Linked DNA regions of Sus scrofa: all the other regions are linked to region 3. A link is a contact called in public Hi-C and promoter capture Hi-C data. All regions are on one chromosome and are shown on one strand. The core of a region is the stretch at or near the end of the contact, and the rest is flanking DNA. Distances in the headings are between cores, read along the strand shown.

What was found. Promoter capture Hi-C pulls out the DNA fragments that hold promoters and counts their contacts. Hi-C and Micro-C count contacts between places; a contact is called where the count stands out from the background.
Region 1: a Hi-C map of liver shows a contact between it and region 3, with 5 times the contacts expected there. The contact joins the promoter of LOC100737582 here to the promoter of ZNF180 in region 3. A contact is called at or near these places in 1 of 5 promoter capture datasets (liver) and 6 of 47 Hi-C or Micro-C datasets (embryonic fibroblasts, heart right ventricle, liver and 2 more).
Region 2: a contact with region 3 is called in a promoter capture Hi-C map of fetal skeletal muscle, with 2.6 times the contacts expected there. The contact joins the promoter of LOC100627091 here to the promoter of ZNF180 in region 3. A contact is called at or near these places in 1 of 5 promoter capture datasets (fetal skeletal muscle) and 1 of 47 Hi-C or Micro-C datasets (liver).

What each region holds. Positions count from the first base shown.
Region 1 is chr6:50,770,987-50,775,024 of Sscrofa11.1, forward strand. LOC100737582 (zinc finger protein 226-like) reads left to right here and starts at 1,899. Exons shown (of 13, transcript XM_021097546.1): 1 at 1,899-2,058. It overlaps LOC110260999, which reads right to left and starts at 1,763. Exons shown (of 2, transcript XR_002344680.1): 1 at 1,533-1,763.
Region 2 is chr6:50,816,780-50,820,690 of Sscrofa11.1, forward strand. LOC100627091 (zinc finger protein 227) reads left to right here and starts at 2,577. Exons shown (of 4, transcript XM_013988660.2): 1 at 2,577-2,649; 2 at 3,119-3,278.
Region 3 is chr6:51,006,130-51,010,438 of Sscrofa11.1, forward strand. It overlaps ZNF180 (zinc finger protein 180), which reads right to left and starts at 2,363. Exons shown (of 6, transcript XM_003355941.4): 1 at 2,105-2,363. LOC100627471 (carcinoembryonic antigen-related cell adhesion molecule 20) reads right to left here. Exons shown (of 11, transcript XR_001303703.2): 11 at 4,188-4,309.

The DNA.
Region 1 (4,038 bases), core at 649-3,148, 240 kb before region 3:
GAGATTTTCAGTGCTGATATTAGAAAATGTCTAGCCTATACTGAGTTTAACATGGGATTTCATTAAAAATGTATATGATGATACATATATGTATGTTTACAGGGAGAAAAAAAACTTACCTTCAAGGGGAAGGAGTCTAGGTGCTCCGCCCCCCCCCATTTTACTTTATGCTATATTTAATTAGCTTTCAGTAACATGTGCTTTTATTTTTTTATTTTTTATTTTTTTGTCTTTTCTCCTTTTCTAGGGCTGCTCCCACAGCATATGGAGGTTCCCAGGCTAGGGGTCCAATCAGAGCTGTAGCTGCCATCCTACGCCAGAGCCACAGCAACACAGCAACACAGGATCTGAGATGCATCTGCAATCTATACCACAGCTCATGGCAACGCTGGATCCTTAACCCACTGAGCAAGGCCAGGGATCGAACCCGCAACCTCATTGTTCCTAGTCAGATTCGTCAACCACTGAGCCACGACAGAAACTCCAACATGTGTTTTTAAATTACTATTGTAATAAAGATACTTTAACCAGAAAATATAAAGGAAAAACTCTTAATACAAAACATCTTCCCTCACCAGTAGACTCCTCACTGCTCTAACATTAAATCATAGGCTTTGGGAGTTCCTGCTGTGCACAGGATTGGCAGTGTTTTGGGATTCCTGGCCCTGGCACAGAAGGTTTAGGATCCATTGTTGCTGTAGCTGCAGTTTTGATTGTAATTGCAGCTTGGATCTGATCCCTGGTTTGGGAACTCCATATGCCACAGGGTGGCCAAAAAAAAAACAACAAAAAAACAAATCATAGGCTTTGGGAGTCAGCCTTGGCATTGGGAGTCCAATGCCAAGATTTTCAGCATTGTTAATGCCGTTAATTAAAGGTAAAGAAGTAGCCTTAGCCATTAATGTACTTTTTTTGTTTTGGTCTTTAGGGCAGAACCCTTGGCATATGGAGGTTCCCAGGCTAGGGGTCCAGTCAGAGCTACAACTTCTGCCTACACCACAGCCACAGCAGCGCAGGATCCAAGACGTGTGAAACCTACACCACAGTTCATGGCAATACCAGATACCTGACCCACTGAGTGAGACCCAGGGATTGTTTCTGCTGCACCGCAGTGGGAATTCCAACAATTTCTTAACTTCTCTGAAATTTAATGTTTTCACCTCCAAAGTAGGTATTGTAATAACCTCAATAAAGGAAAAGCAATTTTCCATAAAACAGGCTCCCACTTTGGCCCTTTCAAGTTGTTTTTCCTGCCAAACCAGTGATACCACAGGGTCTGGAGTTGGGTTAATACCTTCTTCGTTCATTTTTCCACCCAAATCATTCTACCTCGCCTATTCTTTAGCCTTATACTGTCAGATTATACTCAAATTACTCTCCTTTTAATCACCTACCGTCCCCTAGTCATTCCTCAGTTAATTTTTTGAAGGTTTTATCTCCTCACTTCCTCCCCCGCCCCCCCTCCCGTGCCAACAATACTGCTGCCATAATTGGGAGGATTTCTACTTCAAAAAGTCGTGTCTGTGGAATACCTTCGCGGGACGACTCAGGAGCAGACTCTTACTACCACCACGGAAGTCGGGACTGTGGGATTCTTTCCGCCCTGGCATCCTGGGAAGTGGAGGCAAGAAACTTCCTGCGCCCCCAACACGTCTACCTGGAAGGTGAGACTCCCGATGGTTTTCCTTGGTATTCTAGGAAGTGTAGTCCAGATGCTCCGCGTAGTCGCTTGCACTTCCGTGGGCGTGGGTGGGAGGAGGGTGGTGCCTGGTGCATTCTGGGAAGTGTAGTCCAGATCCTCTGCGCACCAATTGCACTTCCGGGGGTCTGATGCATTCTGGGAAGTGTAGTCCAGCCGCTCCGCGAACTCGTAGGCACTTCCGTTCCCCGAGTGTTAGTTTGCTGGTGTTTTCTGTGGGGGCGGTGCGTCAGTTCCGAGTCTAGCTGGCCCTTCTGAACTTCCTGGATGTTTGCTCGGGAGCCGCAAGGACTTGACAACAGATTTAGGGGAAAAGAATCTTTGGCGGAGAGCACAGGTACCCAGGCGCAAGGACAGCGGTGTGTATTCCCTACTCAGAGCCTCTGTGCATTGAGAGTCGTCTCTTTACCCAGATAGGGCACGAACTCTAATTGCGTATCCCCAGGATTGAGAGTTCTCCTGCTCTCAGCTCGCCCAGTCCGCCTCCCTACACTTTTCACGCACCCTTCTGTTTCCTTGCGTTGGGAGTTAATCTCCTGGTGCCTCTTGTTGCTTTTCTTTAAAATATTAGGATATTAGGACTTTCCTGATACAATCGTTTGGGGACTTAAAAGAGATGGTACAAATTGACGTCTTAACTAGTACCTGGCACGTAGTGAATTAACATCTCTTCTTGATGTTAATTTACCCTGGAGCGGTTAGGTCCCCGGGTTAGGGTCAGAGATCCAGCTTCAGTGATTCTTGCCCTTCTGTCTTTGCCTGTGTGATGCTGGATAATCCCGGACCTATTCTGACTTTTTTGGAGGGAAAGGTGAGGATTGCTTCCAGATTGCTTGAAGGGAGGGGAGGCTTTAACTTTAATCAGAGACGGGGACTCGATCGTCGCATTCCACAGCGTTCTTTCTTTCCCCAGCGTGATTTCTCAGAAAGGGCTGCACTGAGGTAGAAGGAGTGACTCCTGGGCTACTGAGAGCAATGCCCGGAGTAAATGAAACTTGACATCCTTTTTTTTTTTCCAATGGTGGGCACATCAATCAGAGGATATATAGAACGTGTAATTGGACATGGGTATTGTTGGTAATTAACTTCAGATTTCTGGCTGCGAAGCAGTGGGTTAAGAATCCGTAGTTGCCGCAGCTGCAATCCCTGGCTCAGAACGAGGGTGCGGCCGTAAAATAAAATTTTAAAAAACTAACTTCGATGATGAGGGCTTTGCACAAGTAAGTATATTATGCCACATCATGGCTCCGTGAAGAAACATTGCATTTTCCCTATTCTGTAAAATGGGATTGAGACCTAGGGAGCTGTACATTATTTGCACATAGTCACCCACCAAGTAGGAGGCCAAGTTGGGGTTGGAATTCAGGCAGCCTGAGTCCAGAGCTTGAGTTCAGAATCTCTTGGATGTAATTCTCCTTAAGCCTTAGGAACTAGGTGGAATCAGGCACCCTAGCTAGGACTTGGTTGTGAGGGACCTTAAAATCTAATCAAATGGGCTTAGACTTTTCAGTGAGTTTTTACAAACTTTATCAACTATTTTGTTTTGCTTGGTTTTCTGGAGTTTTTTGTGGAATTTTTTTTTTTTTTTCATTTTAGGGCTGAGTCCATAGCATATGGAGGTTCCCTACACAGCAACGCAGGATCCTCAACCCACTGAGTGAGGCCAGGGATTGAACCCGCAACCTCATGGATCCTAGTCAGGCTCATTAACTGCTGCCACAAAGGGAACTCTTGTTTTGCTTGTTACAAATGATATTTCTTTTTTTGTCTTTGTTTTGTATTTTTATCTTGTATTTTTTTGGCTGTGGCATTCGGAAATTCCAGGGCCAGGGATTGAATATGCCACAACTGTGGCCTGAGCCACTGCAGTAGCAACACTGGATCCTTAGCCCACTGTGCCACCAAGGGAACTCCCAAATACTTTTTTTTTTTTTTTGTCTTTTTGTCCTTTTTTAGGGCCACACCCACGGCATATGGAGGTTTCCAGGCTAGGGGTCTAGTCAGAGCTGTAGCTGCCGGCCTACACCAGAGCCACAGCAATGCCAGATCTGAGCCGCGACTGTGACCTACACCACAGCTCATGGCAACACAGGATCCTTAACCCACTGAGTTAGGCCAGGGATCAAACCTGCAACCTCATGATTCCCAGTCGGATTCGTTTCTGCTGCGCCACGACGGGAACTCCCTGAATACTTCTTATTCTTGTAGAACTGTATCATTGTGGAATATTCAGGAATTACAGAAACATGAGAGAAAACAGTTTTTTTAATTTACTCATTCATTCAGGGTGCAAAGATAGCAGCTGTGGAGTTCCCATTGTGATTCAGCAGTATTGAACC
Region 2 (3,911 bases), core at 1,327-3,826, 190 kb before region 3:
GCATTGTCACTGCTGTGGCTCTGGTTATGCTGTGGCATGGGTTTGATCACTGGACTGGGAATTTCTGCATGCTGCCAGTGTGGCAAAATAAGTAATAATAAAAATTACCATAACATCAGGATTTAGAGATAACCACTGTTAATGGTTTTAATGCATTTGCATCGGAGCTGTATTATACATGGTATTTCTTCCTTAAATTTTTATTAAGGCCCAAATATACACAGAGAAAATAGCATAATAAAACCTTCCCCCCACCCTCATCAGCCATCTGCAACCCTCGTGAATGTTTTGCCCATCTTGTATCCATTCCCCTTCTCACACAAAATGCTTTGGGGGAGATTGGGAGGAGGAAGAGCTAAAATCGTTTGTTTTGTCTTTTTTTTTAGGGCCACACCTGCGGCATATGGAAGTTCCCAGGCTAGGGGTGGAATCGGAGCTGTAGCTGCCAGCCTATGCCCCAGCCACAGCAAGGCAAGATCCAAGTCACGTCTGTGACCTACACCACAGCTTGAGGCAAGGCCAGATCCTTAACTGAATGCAGCCAGGGATCAAACCGTCTTCCTCATGCATACTAATCAGGCTCATTACCGATGAGCCACAACAAAAACTACTAAAATAGTTTAAACTGAAAACATCCCCAGTCATGGAGTCACCAGAATTTAAAATCCATTAGCGTAAATTGATATGTGGAGAGCAAAAGAAAGCAACTGTTAATAACTTCAGGATTTTCATAGGTGGCAACCAAGAAGATCAAGTATGTATAGAAGAAAGCTAAGGGACATAGAAACAGTGAGATTTGGAGAGCAATAATTATTTATTTATTTTGGTGGCTTAAAATATAAAGGCTCAATTCCTGCTCATGTTATAAAAGTATGGAACACTTCACAAATTTTTGTGTCATCCTTGCACAGGGGCCATGCTAATCTTCTCTGTATCATTCCAATTTTAGTATATGTGCTTCGAAAGCGAGCACTGGAGAGCAATAATTACGAATTTATTTATTTTTTCTTTTTCTTTCTTTTCTTTTTTTTTGGCTACACCAATGGCACACCGAAGTTTCTGGGCCAGGGATCAAACCCACACCACAGCAGTGACAACACCAGGGAACTCCTGGATTTGGTTTCTTTATTTGGAACTTGACTTGAAAGTCTTCTGTATCTTGGTTTCTGATGTGTCTCTTCTTTAGCTAATGTGCTCCTTTGTTGAGGGAGAATGTCCCGTTCTTTAGAGTGTGCTTAGCAACCAGTGGGAGACTGGCAGATGAAGTTCTTCAGTGTTTGTGGCTGGTGTAGCCACTCAACATCCTGAAACAGGGGCTTGCAGTTCAGTTAGATTTTATTCAGAATTCCTGAAATGGATTTAAGGAAACAATAAAGGGGAACAATAGAACCTTTAGTGATCCTTTTATCTCACTTTCATCGGTTGCAAAATTGACCAATTTTTTCATAGCATTCAAAAGTTGACATACAATTATTGATAATATTTTAGATCATTAAAATATTCTAAATAAGAATGACCACCCATAACAAGTTAGCAAATATTCTTCTCAAAGGATAAACACAGGATACATAAATTAGAGACAGTCAAAATGGATACTAGTTAGGTTCCTCACTGCTGAGCCACGACGGGAACTCCATTCTTTTTTTTTTTTTTGGTCTTTTTTTGTCTTTTTGACTTTTCTGGGGCCGCTCCCACGGCGTATGGAGGTTCCCAGGCTAGTGGTCCAATCGGAGCTGTAGCCACTGGCCCACATCAGACCCACAGCAACGCGGGATCGGAGCCGCGTCTGCGCCCTACACCACGGCTCACAGCAACGCTGGATCCTTAATGCATTGAGCAAGGCCAGGGATCGAACCCGAAACTTCATGGTTCCTAGTTGGATTCGTTAACCACTGAGCCGCGATGGGAACTCCTATTTTTTTTTTTGGTCTTCCATTCTTTTTGTATATAAAAAGTATCTAAAAATGCATTATCAAGGCTCTTATCCACCACCCCCCCCTTTTTTTTTTTCCTGGTAGGGTTTCTTACAGTCCTTTTAAGATTCTGACCCTTCAGGAGTTCCTGTGATGGCGCAGCAGAAACGAATCTGACTAGAAACCATGAGGTTGCAGGTTCAATCCCTGGCCTCGCTCTGTGGGTTAAGGATCTGACGTATCCATGAGCTGTGGTGTAGGCTGCAGACACGGCTCGGATCTGGCGTTGCTGTGGGGCTGGCGTAGGCTGGCAGCTACAGCACCGCTAGCCTGGGAACCTCCATATGCCGTGGGTGCGGCCCTAAAAAGACCAAAGATATAAAAAAATAAAGACAATGACTCTTCAAATACTTCCTATCAATGAGAAAGAACTAGGGCAGCTGGCATCAGAGAACTGCTTCAGGTCCTCCGAGTGAAGGTGTCTCTGAAAGTTGCTGGCTGAGAACTCCCTGGAGTTCATGTTGTTCCGTTTCCTTTAGAACCTCTAAGTGGGCGGGGAAGGCCCTTCCTTCCCTTGGAGTTCTGGGAAATGTATTCCCCCAACCCTGTCCCGACGCAAGGGTCTGCGGCCCTTGGTTCATGGGCCTTCTGGGAAGTGTAGTTCCGGGGAGCTCGGTAGTCAGACGCTCTTCCGGCCCGGGAAAAGGACGCAGCCACCATCTTTATGGTCCAGGAGGTGAGTCAACCCTGCTCTCCTACGACCCCTCTGAGCCTTTTCGGCCAGAGCGTGGGGACTAGTCGCTACCTAGTCGGCTGTCTTAGGATGGAGAAGTCGCGGCCCCCGGTGGAGGCTGAGAGGCGGCGGGCGGAAGTGTGGATTCCCTTTGCTTTCCTCCTCCGCTTACGACGCAGCGCTGCTACTTCTACCGGTATAATATCTGGCTAGTTGTTATCCGTGCCCACTGCTTTCCTCTATAAGATAGCGAGAGATGGTAACTGCTGGGTGGGGTTGTGATTAGAATTAAGTGAGATCTGTCAACAGCTTAGATCGCCGGTAGCGCTTAACGTGTTGGCTCTTGCTATTGATACAGTTAATTTTCCCACCAGCGCCGTTTTGACTGGACGCCCCAGTAGCAATGCCATGGCCCTTCTGTCATCCATCAGGAGGCCGAGCTCTTCCCGAGCTTTTACTGATCTCTTTTTAGGAAGCACTGAGTCACTCCGCGCTAGTGCTTGGGGATGTCCGCTGCAGTTCTTCCGGGAGACGGACGTAGTCGCGCTGTCCCACCGCATTGTATTCTTCGCCACTCCTGAGTTCGGAGAGGGGAAGGAGGCCCTTTTTGCCCTCTCTCACCGTAGCCCCAGGTAAATATTACTGAAAGCTCCTTCTTGTTCTGGCATCAGTTCTCAGTTAATCCGCAGGTTTCCTTCATTCAGTAAATTATTACTAAGAAAATGTTATTTGTTGAATAAACCTGAGACTGTTTAATCTGCTTGTTAATATGTATGTTTGGATTTCTCTCCCACTTACATACATTTTAAAGATACAAAAATAAAAATAAATGTTTTAAAGTATATATATGATATATAAATATTTCGTTAAAGTACTCTATATATACTTTAAAATATTCTGCTTATTCATTTTGAAAATCTTTAAAGTATTTTTATAATATATATTCAAATTCACTGTGCTATCCATTTTTTTTCCCTCCTTTATTGTCTTCACTTCAGTTTATTCCCTTTTATTTACCCTCAGCTGATTTGGAAATTATATGGTCTTGTATTCTGACTTTTAAAAATGGTATTTGTGGGAGTTCCCGTCGTGGCGCAGTGGTTAACGAATCCGACTAGGAACCATGAGGTTGCGGGTTCGGTCCCTGCCCTTGCTCAGTGGGTTAACGATCCGGCGTTGCCGTGAGCTGTGGTGTAGGTTGCAGACACGGCTCGGATCCTGCGTTGCTGTGGCTCTGGCGTAGGCCGGTGGCTACAGCTCCAATT
Region 3 (4,309 bases), core at 1,113-3,612:
TTGTTCTTTTGACCTGGCCCCCCCACCAACCTGGAGGTCCTCGGGCCTGAGTCTGAAACTGGGAGCCACCCAACAAACAGCAGCACATGCCAGCCCCTCCTAGGCCCAGAACGTGAACCTCAATTGTCTTTCTACCAACTAGATGTTCCTGGGTCTGAGACTAGAACAGCCCCTGGCAAATCCCACCCTATGCACACCACCCCTGCCCCATCTCTCCCTCTTACCCACCCCTAAGCTCCCCAGGATTCTCACTCAAACAGTATGTAGTGTGATTTCACAATGCAGCTGTACCTTGAACCTGCACCCAAACCGCTTCCTTCAGCAACCTCTGCAGGCCCGTACTTGAGTCACATCTGCCCAAATTCCTACCCAAGTATCTTCCTGGGCACCTGAAGCTCAGGGAAATAACGTCTCTCCACCAACCTGGCTGTCATCAGGCTGTGATTAGGATGCCATGTGCACAAAGACCCCAGCGCCCTCTAATGCCCACCTCCAGCCCCTCTTTTCCCACCCAAACACCTGTGCTCATGCGCAGAGCACACCCAGGCACCCTCGGCAGCCCAGAATCCGAAGCTGCTCCTTCCATCCACCTGGATATCCACAGGCAGTGCCAGGGCTCCAGGACTGCCCCGCCCCCCATTTTGCCCAAAAGCCAGCACGTGTGCAAACTGTAGCCTTGGCCCTCCCAAGCTCAGAACCCGGGGCTCTGAACTGGGGTCCCCCAGGTCTCTACTCCAGCAGCCACCACACAGAGGCCACTGATCGAGGTTCCCTCCTCCTGTTGGCACACTCGTGTGCTCAGAGCAGGCTCACACCCAGAATCTGCATCCAGGACTGGGGTCCTCTGCCAGCCCTGGGCATTGTGCAAGTCCCTGGTCCTGAGATGAGAAGCTGCATCTCCCACGCTATGCCTCAACTTTCCGAGGACACCTCAAGCACCCACAAGCCTCTGTGAGGGTTCTCAAGTCCCTGGCCCCACTGCCTGCTTACTGCCAGAAATTCAGAACATCCAAATAGCACCCTGAGAAGAGAACTCCAGAATCAGGCCTAGGACTTGCACATTCACCAGCCTGGGGGTTCCTGAGCTCATATTAAGGCAGCTCCCATGGGAATTGGGTCTTTTTGCTTCTTACAACCCAAATGTGAGTCCCTGGGTGCCATGAGAGTCCAGCCCCTTCCAGGTCTAAATCTGCAGCCCAGATTCTCTCCCTCTATCAACTGGCGCATCCTCAAGCCTGCAAGCTGAGCTGCCCAGCAAAGGTCCTGGGAACACCTACTTCATAATCATGTGGGCAGCATCTGGCTTCCTCCCCCAACAGCTGTCGATTTGATGGGAGTTGTTGCAACCCTGTCATTCCTGGGCTCCGAGCAAAACTTGTAAGTCCTAGGACTCTGCAGTCTCCTACATGGGTCCCAGGATCACCAGTCCAAGTTCCTGCTTCCCATTCAGGCACCTGTAACATGCGCACGTGCCCTCCGCCTAAATCTGACCTAGGCTCTAGTCCCTCCACCAAGCTAAGAATCTGTAGTCCATCAGCCATTCCCACGGAGGGGAGAAGGGGGTGCAGTCACTGAAGTAGCAGTGCCTCTCCTAAGGCAAGAAACTGCAACTCCAATTTGGTCTGTCCACTACCCAGGGTGCCCCAGGCGTCGAAAAAGAGCGGTGTCTGCTCCAGAATCCCAGAGCCAAGTGTCCAGAACCTCACTTCCCACCTCCTGTTACCTGCTCAAACACACCTGCTCAGGAGTATTGGAAATAATGGCAGATGCCCTCTCCTCCGAGAACCAGCATCTGCAATTGAGCACTTCATCAACCCAGTCATCCTCAGGTCCTCCACTAAGCAAGCCCAGCCTTCGATGAAGGGGAGGCGGGATTCTCAGGCTCTCCCACACAAACCACCTGACGGCGTAACCGCGCACGCGTGCAGGACACAGCCAGGAGATCTTCAGCTTTCCTAGGATCATCACCAACTTCGGCCACCAGAGGCTAAAGCACTGCCACACGGTTCCCAGGGCTCCCACCCACACTCTCAAACGCAGCGTCCCGCCTAAACCCTGCGCATGCGCTCATGGGACGCCCGGCACTGCCCCGCCCCTCACCAACCTGGGCGTCCACCAGCTCCAGGACCAAACAGGGCCCGTCCCAGCTTCAGTGCCCAGCACAGCTCTGCAGCAGGACAAGCTCGGTTAAGCAACTCTCTGCCCCGACTCTGCACACGACAGACTAGGGTTAAGCTAGTTCTGTCCCTTCCCGTGGTCGGCATCCGCAAGGCCTCTCGCGTTAACTTCCAAAGGGCCGAGGTGCGCCGAAACAGAAAGCGTCCGCGCGCAAGACAATGGCTACGCTTCTGGCTGAACCAGGAAGTGCGCTTGCGCTCGGAGAGCCAGAACTACAACTCCCAGAAGCCTCGGCGGCTCGGGCTGCGATTGGGTGGATTCCAGTTCCCCAGAGGCGGCTTGCGCTGGGACGCAGCTACACAAGAAGGGGGCTCTAGGGTTGCAGCAGGGATCTGCGAGTTTGAGTGTCTGAGGTTTTGCTGCCCGCGGAGTGGAAGTAGCAAGATCGGAGGCCGAGCCAAGGCCCTGATGCATGAGGCGTGGCTGGCTTGGAAAAGGCCGCCTCTGGGCTCTGCTTGACGCCCCGGAATGGCAGTGAAAACAGGATCCGGATGGAAACAACGGGGACCCTTCCTGGGCACCTGCTGCCTGGTCAGACGCTCCGCGTGCATGGTCTCCTTTTGTCCTCACGGGAAAGATAGTTGCTACAAACTCATTATACAGCCCAGGGAGCTCCTATCAAGCCCTTCGAGAGTCTGGTTTTGTACTTAATGATAGTGAAGTCCTTTTGTTTTTTAAATTGAATTTTCTCTTTGCTACCTATAAGGGCTTAAGGAGGTTTCCTATCCGTTCGCCTTACTCTTTGTCTTCATCTCTTGACCGTTTTCCAGACTCAGTTCCAGTCACGATGGCCTTTACATTTTCTCCAACAACTCAAGCAGGCTCTCACCTCAGGACTTTGGTGTGTGCTGTTTGCGCTACCTGGCAGGTTCTACCTCTGAGGATTCCCCTATCTTTAGGCTAGTGTCATCTTCTCAAGAGGTATTTCCCCCACCTTCCCCCAACCATTGTAAACTTACAAAAGAAATCTTCACTCCCAGGTACTCCTTGCTTCCTCCCATCTTTATTTTTTTCTCTAAAGAACTTGGAGTTCCCTTTGTGGCTCAGTGGTTAACGAAACCGACTAGGAACCATGGTATGCGGGTTTGATCCCTACTCTCGCCCAGTGGGTTAGGGATCCGGTGAGCTGTGGTGTGGGTCACAGACGTAGCTTGGATCCCATGTTGCTGTGGCTGTGGCATAGGCCAGAAGCTGTAGCTCCGATTCGACCCCTAGCCTGGGAACTTCATTATGCCGTGGGATCAGCCCTAAAAAGCAAGCAGAAAGAAAGAACTTTTCACTGATATTCTATGTACTTTAGGTATTTATTTAGTCTATTGTTTATCTGCCTTTTCCACTGGACTGTCAGCTCCATAAAGGAAATGATTTATATCTGTTTTGATCACTGCCCTATCCCCAGCACCTAAGGTACCTGGCACATAATAGCTGCTCAATTAAGTATTTGTTTTGAATAAAGTTTCCTGGCCCTACATTAAACACTTTAACATCTCACATCACATTAACTTCCCATACCCACCCCACCCAGGGGGAAGCTGAAATTTCCATGCTATATGAAAATAGGGTTTTGTTTGTTTGTTTTTAAGGCCACACCTGTAGCACATGGAGGTTCCCAGGCTAGGAGTCCAATCAGAGCTGCAGCTGCCAGCCTGCCCCACAGTCACGGCAACACAGGATCCAAGCCATGTCTTCCACCTACACCACAGCTCACGGCAATGCTGGATCCTTAACCCACTGGGCGAGGCCAGAGATCAAACCTGCGTCCTCGTGGATACTAGTCGGGTTCGTTACTGCTGACCACAATGGGAACGCCTCATCTCTCCCTTTTAAGCAGCTATTCTTTTTACAGAAGTAATATGAAATAACTTATGTTAGACTGTAAGGGCGGAGCTGGTATTTGAGTCCAAGAAGTCTGACTCTGGAGTCCATGCTCTTAACTCTTACAATATTTTGCCCCTTGCCTGCACATCGGTATCTTTCCTCTACATAGCAGGACTAAGTTTGCAAACGAGGCAGAGAAAGGTACACATTTATTCATAATAGAAGCAAACAAGTTCTACAAGTAAATTTAGTAAGATAGATAGAGACATTAGGAAAAAACCTCCAAAACCCTACTGAGAGAGACAAAAGACAT